Regions from separate parts of the Zea mays genome. Here region 2 is linked to region 1. The links are chromatin contacts, called in public Hi-C maps. All regions are on one chromosome and are shown on one strand. The core of a region is the stretch at or near the end of the contact, and the rest is flanking DNA. Distances in the headings are between cores, read along the strand shown.

Region 1 (4,849 bases), core at 1,808-4,307:
CCTCAGCAGGAGCGGCTGACGTGGAGTCTGGTGTCTGGAGTGAATGAGTGGACCGTGGACGTCGTTGGCCGAGCCTTGAGCGGTGGCCCGTGGCCGTTTGCCCGTGTGCGGTGTGCCTGTTGAGCGGTGAGCGTTGGGCCTAGCCGCTTGGGCTTACGGCTGATGGGCCAAAGAAGCGATTAAGTGAAACTGTGAAAGGCCGGCCCGAAACGATATGCTGCAATGTGGCAGCTCGATTAGCTCGCGAGCTGGCTCGAGATCAACTCGAGCTGGCTCATTAAGAAACCGAGCTGGGACGCTGGCTCAGCTCGTGTAAAAATTTAAATCCGATCCGAGTCGAGTGAGCCAACGAGCCACGAGTTTTTCGTCCAGCCCTAGACACAGAGATATAACTAGAGAAAGAAGATCGTTCTTACATGGAGGGCCCACGTGGCATTGAGTGAGAGGAGATAAAAGGAAAGCGTACGGGATGGCCACGTGCGTGTTTTTTTTTTCTTTTTACTATTTGTTTTCCTTGTCTTTTACTTAAAATAAGTATGTATATATATATTAATATTAAAAAATAGATAAATCCAAATATATTATATACAAAAGAATATACATGCTTTTAGAAAAATATTATTTAGCAACTCATTTCATTTTAGGAAAAGACTTCACTCCAACAAATAAATCTAACTAATGATATAAATAAATATATATTTTCAGAAACAAAAAATCTCACAAATTCGTACCTTCCAAAATTAATATTGTAATCATCCATCATTAATTTATAAAATGAGATTTTTATCACAAAATAAAAAATGGATTTGCAAATAAAATCAAATAAAATTTATGGTTCGGCATAAATGCATCAACCACTTGGTAAAATTCTATCTATTCAAGAAATTGTTTTTTTAATTATATCACCATTCATTATTTGAAAACATAAATATTTTCCTTTCTATTGGAAACCAATAACTTAGACTAAATTGCTTTTAGGTGATGGATTTTGGGTGTTACAGGTGGTTGGCACCAGACTGTCTGGGGCTACACAGTCCAGCACCTTTTCTCTGTTTCTTCCTTTGTCTTCTTTTTCTCCTTTTGGACTTGACTTAGCTGAATCCCTGGCACTTAGACAAACATAATTAGCACACAAAACAATTGACTAAGTGTCTCGAGCATACCTTTTTGCTTGATCCATATAGATTTTCATTATGTCCTCTTCGGAGCTCAATTTGCTTCATACACTTTTGCTCATATATCATGTTAGTTAAACATAATGTGTTGTGTATCTAATCACCAAAACAATATAGAAATGGCTCAAGGGCATATTTCCCTTTCATTTATAGAGTAGAGAATTTAATTTGATTATATCAAATCAATATAAATTGGGCAAAAATATTTGAATTATAAAAGACATATACTTTAGAGTTTAGTTTGTCATTTTATAATAGGCTATGTATTGAGTTTTTATTATATTTTTAACAAGTCAATGGACTAATTTAGATCAGGAGAAGTTTGGAGAGTGGGTACAAAGGAATGGGGACAGTGAATGGCTCCTCATCTCCATCCTCTTGAAATGGGACTATTTTTTCTGGTTTCGATCCCCACAAGGACTAAATTATCTTCATGCCCATTTTGTAATAGGGGAATTTCGACGGAGAATCAAGGTTCGGTCTCCATTGCGATCTCTACGGAGTAGTGAGGATGGTGATAAGAGACCATCATAGGCACACATGAGGACGACATGTTGAAGTAGCTAACTTCTGCTGGCCAAGAGAGAAGTTGATGGAAATTAGTATTTTTTTGTCAGCTATAAGCATGCATAGAGCCAAAAAGATCACTAATTTTAGTTGGCACCTTGTTCTAGCCTACGGAAGTTAGTAATTTTCCGCTGGCTAGGCCACATGGAACAAAAAATTGGTCCATTTTTTTTGGGTTGGCTTAAAAGCCCACACATATTTAGTTGGCCTATAAGAAATTCTTGTGCATGTCATGCCCGCTGCACCACCATGTTGCGTGCTCCACTCACTCTATTGCACTACAATTGTTGTCGAGGGAGGTGATTGGGGTTGGAGGTGATTGGGGTTGGGAGTGTGGGAAACTAAGCGCAGAGCGATTGTGACAATGTGAACATGAGCTCCTACTCGACAAGGGAGCAAAAGGGGTACCATGGTGGTGTTGAATGCGATTATCATGAGGTGAAGGTTGGTGTCACGATAAATGATGCTCGAATGCGATTATCATGAGGTGAGGGTCGATGTCACGATAGAGAATGCTCGGCTGGGACGTGTGGAAGCACAATAAGATTGGTGCGTCAAAGCAAGTCCTAGGAAGTTATGTTTGCACACCCAACGTAGTGTGTGGGAATGGTACAATAATATAATTTTAGTGCATTGAGAGTGTATTTTTAAACTATCAAGATTGGGAAGCTACATACGTAATTCAAAACCTATACGAGAACTTTAGATAAGTATAGGGAGCTAAATATGTAATTTGAAAGTACCAAGACCTAGATAAAAACTTAAAATAAGTTCATATAGCTCATTGTATAATTTAAAATTATCAAAACTTGGATGAGAACTCGATACCAATTCGAGAACTGCCAATAAAATTTACTCTATATTAAATAACTGCAATATCCAAAAGGATGTAGATATTGCAGCATAGAAATTGGAATTGGAATAAGCTTTCTAGAATTCTATTGTTTGATTGCATATAGAATTAAGATTTGGAATCTGAGACCTAATTCTATAGAATTGGACTATAACTAGAAACTCCTCTCAATAAAAAGTATCACTCCTCTGTATTGTGTGGAATTAGATCACATAATTCTAAACTCTAATTTAATAACATCCAAACAATAGAAATAAAATTACATCTTATTTTAAGCCAGGGTTGATTTGGTGTTAAACTTAATTCAATTTCATGTTTTCTCGATATCTAAACGGAACACAAGAAAAGATAAGTATGATTATTTGGAGGAGATAAAAAGCCCACGGACTACGGGCTAAAACGCTTCGGGCCTGTCCATTTAGCCATCCTAATATTTTCCATGCCCAACAACGACGAATATCAGGCAGCCCAGAAATGTCTGCTGCAGGGCTGCTGGGTTTCTGATGCCAAGTGGAGCGGGACACGAGGACACCACAAAGCGGTGAAGGAGAACCAAGGTAATCGAACCCGGAAGCGACCTTCTTGAGCCCGAAGCAAAAGGCACTGCTCATCGATCCGCCACCACGCCACAAAATCCTCTCCTACTCCGGCAGTTCTGCTCGCCGCCGCCTCCACGATGACGGAAGACGTGCAGATGAACGACTCGGAGCCCCAGCCTGCGGCCTCAGCTCCCGCCGTCGGGGCGCCGGCGCTCTCCACACTACACCGTATGCTCCCTCAATCCATTCTTCCCCTCCCCAAAACCCTAGAGTTCTTATGTAACATCTCCACGAAGATTCGGTGTGGCTGAAGCGGCGCTTATGTCAGATCTGAAGGAGATCGCGTCCGTGATCGAGGCCGGTTCTCTGTCCAAGGAGGTCCGCCGGATCTCCCGCGCCTTCCGCCTCACCGTCGCGCTCCGTCGCCGCCTCGCCGCGCGGGACGTCTCCGCCTTCCTCGCCTTCGCGCTACCCGCGTCCTCCGAAGCCTACGGACGCCTCACTGCCCTGGTGCCCAAGGTAAAATTCACTTTCCCGCCTCTGCTGCTAGCTATTGCCACTAGGAGACTGGTTTAGAGAAGCTAGGCTTTGGTACTCGCCAGATTTGTTATGTCTGGACCTCGCTGTATCCTAGATCGAACATACTTGTACAGTGCCTTGTATATTAATCTCACTATTATGGATATTGATTTGCTACTGCACAATTTCATTTTTCCATGTCCATTATAGTTGACATACATGTTTGTCCCCTGCTGTTAGTCTGTTACTTCTCATCTGAAATAAGCTAGTCATTCACTCATGCTTCACTTCTAGCATCCTTATTTGTGCATTTGTTATGTAGCCTAAACTTTTAAGACAAGAAGTCTTACCATCATGTGTATATTCCGTTGTCACAATTGGACAACTTGCATTATTCCTATGGATTATGTATGATTTGCACATGTGCGGTTGGATTTTCTTTTTTTAAACAAACGCAAGAGTGCTGCGTGTCATTTCATTAAGGAGAAAAGTAAGATAGGAGAGACAAGACTTGTCAACCCACGTTACAAGGCCCATGAGGCCAAATACCCAGACTAGGGAATGGCGTTCCAAACATACAAAGGAACAAAACTACAAAAAACTACCGCCGAAATACCTGCTAGTTTCCTATGGGGAACTGGCACAGGAGGAGGTCCTGTAGAGCTGATGCTCAAGCCAAGCACCACCCTCAACCGCATCTAACATTACACGTTGGACACAGGGTGTAGCACCCTCAAAAACACAAGAATTTCGGTGCTTCCAGATCTCCCAAGCTACCAAAATGATTAGGGAGTTAAGTCCTTTCCTTAATCTCTTCTCAACACTTTTGATACTTTGACCCCAGCAGTTCGAAAACCGTTTGCATCCTGGCTGAGGGGCAATGGCGAGCAGGCCTAGCTTATTGAGGATCATCGACTAGACTTGCCGGGCAAAAATACATGAGACAAGAGTATGTTGAATGTTGAATGCTCTCCTCAGACTGGTCACAAAGAGGGCATGCAGCTGGATGGGGCAGTCCTCTTTTGGCCAATCTATCAACTGTCCATACCCTGTTTTTGATTGCCAACCATACAAAGGATTTGCATCTTAAGGGAGCCCAGGTCTTCCAGACACACCGCCAGGGAGCAAAAATGATATATCCAGTAAAGAATGCATCATATGCCGACTTGCTGGAATAAATACCTTGGCCGGAGAGG
Region 2 (4,954 bases), core at 734-3,233, 360 kb before region 1:
GTGATGTCAAAATTCAAGAGATCAAAGATTTGATAACTAAAGGTAGAGGCCCAGACTTCACAGAATATGAGCAGGGCACGATATGGTTCAAGAACCGGATTTGTGTTCCTGAGATCGGCAGTCTTCGTGAAACCATATTGAAGGAAGCACATGACTCAGCTTACTCCATCCATCCGAGCAGTACCAAGATGTACCAGGACTTGAAGCATAAGTATTGGTGGTATAGACTAAAGAAGGATGTTGCTTCACATGTAGCACTATGTGATGTTTGCCAGAGGGTAAAAGAGGAACATCAAAGGCCTGCCGGTTTGCTGCACCCGCTTAAGATACTTGAGTTGAAGTGGGAAGAGATTGGTATGGACTTCATCGTAGCTCTACCCCGCACATCTACTGGGTATGACTCTATATGGGTGATTATGGACAGGCTAACTAAAGTAGCTCACTTTATCCCGGTGAAGACCATGTATTCGGGCGCCAAGCTAGCAGATTTGTACATGGCACGGATAGTATGTCTACACGGTGTGCCTAAGAAGATCGTGTCAGACCGAGGATATCAGTTTAATTCTTAGTTTTGGCAAAAGATGCATGAGTGCTTGGATACAAGATTGAATTTCAGTTCATCTTACCATCCTAAAACTGATGGGCAGACCAAGAGGACCAACCAAGTACTGGAAGATATGTTAAGAGGTTGTGCTCTTAAACATGGTGGCAGTTGGGATAAGAGTTTACCATATGCGGAGTTCTCTTACAATAATAGCTACCAAGACAGTTTGAAGATGTCCCCGTTTGAGGCTTTATATGGCAGAAAATGCAGGACTCCTTTATATTGGGATCAAACTGGTGAAAGGTAGTTCTTTGTGCTAGAGATTATACAAGAGGCAGAAGAACAAGTCCAGTTGATAAGGGAGAATTTGAGAACTACGCAGTCAAGGCAGAAAAGCTATGCTGATACTCGGAGGAGACTGCTAGAGTTTAAGGAGGGTGATCACGTGTATCTGAAGGTGTCACCAATCTAGGGTATGAGGAGGTTTAAAGTTAAAGGGAAGTTGTCCCCTCGCTTTATTGGACCCTCCTTAATCCTAAAGCGAGTGGGAGAAGTTGCCTATCAACTGGAATTACCCGACCACCTGGCAGAGATGTACATGATGTCTTCCATGTGTCCCAACTAAAGAAGTGACTCAGGGTACCCAAAGAGCAGCTACCTATGGAGGATCTCAGTGTTTAAGATGATCTAACTTATATGGAGTATCCTATCAAGATTCTTGATACTTTGACTCGTGTCATGAGGAGTAAAGTGATCAAAATGTGCAAAGTGCAATGGAGTCACCATGGTGAAGATGAGGCTACTTGGGAAAGAGAAGAAAAACTGCGAGTAGATTTTCCCCACCTCTTCCCTAGTCCTTCCTAATCTCGAGGACGAGATTCTTTTTAAGGCGGGTAGGATTTGTAATACCCAGTTTGTAAATGAAAAGAAGAGAGTATATCTCATTCTATGTTTTTGCCTCATACTCTATATCACATGGTAATAACCATATATAAGGGAACAAATGACTAAAGACACCTAAAATAAGCCATGCATCATATTGGAGTTTAGTTTGTGCATTTAGTAATAATAACAATAATAGTAGTAGAAATATAATGATGAGTTGATAATATGAATTAACCCCTAAATTGAAAATTGGGTTTGAAAATGGAAAGGAAGAGAGGGAGATACTATAAAAAATACAAAATAAAATTTATAAATAAGAGTCATGCTGGAATGTTCAAATTGAATATTTAACCGGAGGACCAATTAGCCACAAAATTTGGAAATTTAAACTTGGAGGCTGATTTGAATTTGAATTAGGAGATAATACAAAAAGGGAAACAGTATCGGCCACGTGGGCCTCCTTTCCCTCCTTTCGGCCCACTATGGCTTCTAGCGCGCAGGCCTAACCAGATCCCGCTCGACCGCGCGCGCCAGCTCCAGCTTTTAGCTGTCATGCGGGCCCCGGGCGTAGACCCCTCTTCCGACCAGGTGCTCGTCTCTCTGGAGCCGGATCCCACCTATCATCTCGCTGCGCCGTCAGCTGCGGTAATGGCCGAACGGCCCGCGCGATCCCGCCACGGTCGCTGTGGTAGTTGCGTCAACAGGCGAAACCCGAGGATAAATCCCCGCATCACCTCCTCGACCGCGAGCCCTGAAGCCCTACACTCTCACCAGACCTGTCGTCCCTCTCCATCATCGCGAAAACCACGCATCAAAGAGACACCGTCGTCCGCCGCCGTGGGCTCGTGCCTATACCGACGATTGGAGGCCAGTGTGGAGTCAGGATCGTTCATCGGCATGTGTGGATCGCTAGCATGAAGTATTGAGCTCGGAGGCCCGTCCAAGCGCCCTAGATTTCTCGCCGTTGTCGGATTCCGCCGCGCGCCACGAATGCCCCTGCTCGGCCCTTAATCCCCGGTAAGCACCTTCCCAGTGACCTTACCGTTCCTACCACCTGTAATTACCTTCGAATAGGAACTTTAGCGCGCGAATCACGTTTGGGCTGCTCGTCGGCGATGGCGCTGCCACGGTCCTCGGTGTGGTCGCCGGAGTTTAGCTGAGAGTGAGGAGAACGCGTCGTAGCGGTTGAGATCGGATTGAACGGATGCGATTTGATCTTAGTTAACCCTTCACAATATTAAATCCGGTGCGTCGATTCAGAATCGGGTGGCTGGGACTTGATCGCCCCCTTGCCGTTGTTGCTCGATCGGCGGTCACGGGGGTGAGACGTTAGGCGATACGTGTGATCTAATCATGGCCTTCGGTTCCGATCTAATGGTCGAGAGTCACTCATACCCCTTCGGCCGAAAGAACTTACATAAGAGACCCTGAAAAATCAAGTAATAAACCTGCAGTCCACTCGGGTGCACCACCGAGTCTTGAACACGTTTGCACTCTAGCCCCCAAGTTCCTCTGGTTTTATGCACGCAGTCCACTAACCAAGGAAATTGAGAAAAACAATATAGAAATTGATTTATAGTACAAAAATAATTCCAGAAACTTATATAATTCATAATTAATTTTTTTTAACTCCAAATTGATCCATTCCAGTGGAATTAATTTTGTATTATTGTTGTTCATCACTTAGTACCTCTGTTTAGCTATGAAAATTAGATTAAAATTATTCACTTGAGTTATTCCACACCGAGCACTTAATAACTTCAGAAATTCATAACTCAATAACCGTAATCTCGAATTTAGTGATTCTTGTTCCTACGATTTCGTTACGACGAGTAGAATATTATCATGTATTTTATTCTACTATTTGGTGTGATGTTAATTTCTGCTATACCATGTTTGTTTATATTGTTGTGAGTAGACGAGCCAACTACAGAGGATCCGGGTGTTCAGCAAGTGGAGACTGCTGAGTAGGAGCTCGTTGCAGGCAAGTTGTGCCCTTGATCACTTCTTTTACCCAATCATGTTCTTATTAATCTTAATGATCTGCATAGGTTAATTCTGATGGGACCCAATAGGTTACCCTAGTTTGGCTATCTTTATATCTTGTTTACCACTGAATTTTTGGGTAGTACCTGCTATTGCTTTATGTGGTTTTGGGTATGGAGATACACATTATTCATGATCATACTTTTATTATCAATTTGTTATTTACTGTTCATGATAAGATCATTATGTTAATTGGAACATGGAGCAACCACTCGGGAAAACAGTGCTACCACAAGGGTGGTATGGGACGCCCTTGGCTGACTAATTAGGAAAGCTAGCGGAGGACTACCATACTCGAAAGGGGAAAGAACATTAGGGGAGTGGTCAGTGTAGGGAGGCCCTTGGGTTGACTTTGTTGTGATGGTTGTCAGACAAGGGGTCCCTGCATTGGAGCTTCCTAAAAACTTTAGCGGGTTTTCTGAAGCTAGTGGAACTTTGTAAAGGCCTTGTAGTGTTACCCTGCCTTGCTTCCTTGGTAGAGGTGTATGGGAGTCGCGATCCCTTGGCAGATGGGTAACAGGACTTGTGGGTAATGTCGGGGACCATAATTAGGGGTACCCCCAAGACTCCTAATCTCAACTGGTAACCCCCATCAGCACAAAGCTGCAAAGGCCTGATGGGCGCAATTCAGGTCAAGGCTCCGTCCACTCAAGGGACACGATCTCGCCTCGCCCGAGCCTAGCCTCGGGCAAAGACAGCCGACCCAGGAGAATTCACGTCTCGCCCGAGGGTCCCCTCAAGCAACGGGCACACCTTCGACTCGCCCGAGGCCCAGCTCGGGCAGGCTTCGCAGAGAAGCAACCTTAGCCAGATCGCCTCGCCAGCCGACCGGATCGCATGAGCATTCAATGCAAGGATCGCCTGACACCTTATCCTGACGCGCGCTCTTCAGTCGATAGAGCCGAAGTGACCGCAGTCACTTCGCCCCTCCACTGGCTGACCTGACAGGAAAACAGTGCCGCCTGCCCTGCTCCGACTGCTGCGCCACCCGTCAGGGTGAGGCTGACAGCCGCCAAGTCCGGCCTCAGGCGCCATAGGAAGCTCCGCCTCGCCCGACCCCAGGGCTCGGACTCCACCTCGACCTCGGAAGACAGTCTCCGCCTCGCCCGACCCCAGGGCTCGGACTCCACCTCGACCTCGGAAGACGGTCTCCGCCTCGGCCGACCCCAGGGCTCAGACTCCACCTCGACCTCAGAAGACGGTCTCCGCCTCGCCCGACCCCAGGGCTCGGACTCCACCTCGACCTCAGAAGACGGTCTCCGCCTCGCTCGACCCCAGGGCTCTGACTCCACCACGACCTCGGAAGACGGTCTCCGCCTCGCCCGACCCCAGGGCTCGGGCTCAACCTCGACCACGGAAGACGATCTCCGCCTCGCCCGACCCTAGGGCTCGGGCTCAACCTCGACCACGGAAGACGATCTCCGCCTCGCCTGACCCCAGGGCTCGGACTCAGCCTCGACCTCGGAGGAATCACCGCCT

The links. Hi-C and Micro-C count contacts between places; a contact is called where the count stands out from the background.
Region 2: a Hi-C map of leaf shows a contact between it and region 1, with 6 times the contacts expected there. The contact joins the enhancer-like site here to the promoter of LOC100282792 in region 1. A contact is called at or near these places in 2 of 25 Hi-C or Micro-C datasets (ear and leaf).

The regions. Positions count from the first base shown.
Region 1 is chr4:224,052,020-224,056,868 of Zm-B73-REFERENCE-NAM-5.0, reverse strand. It overlaps LOC100282792 (26S proteasome non-ATPase regulatory subunit 3), which reads left to right and starts at 3,057. Exons shown (of 8, transcript NM_001155698.3): 1 at 3,057-3,362; 2 at 3,463-3,653. The coding sequence starts at 3,272.
Region 2 is chr4:224,408,735-224,413,688 of Zm-B73-REFERENCE-NAM-5.0, reverse strand. No RefSeq gene overlaps it. Among protein-coding and RNA genes, the nearest start is that of LOC103654656, 39 kb to the left of the region's middle. Within about 2 kb of position 1,983, at least 18 of the 20 cell types and tissues checked have an H3K27ac peak or open chromatin away from gene starts, as enhancers often do. A contact at or near this core is called in ear and leaf, where this site is marked.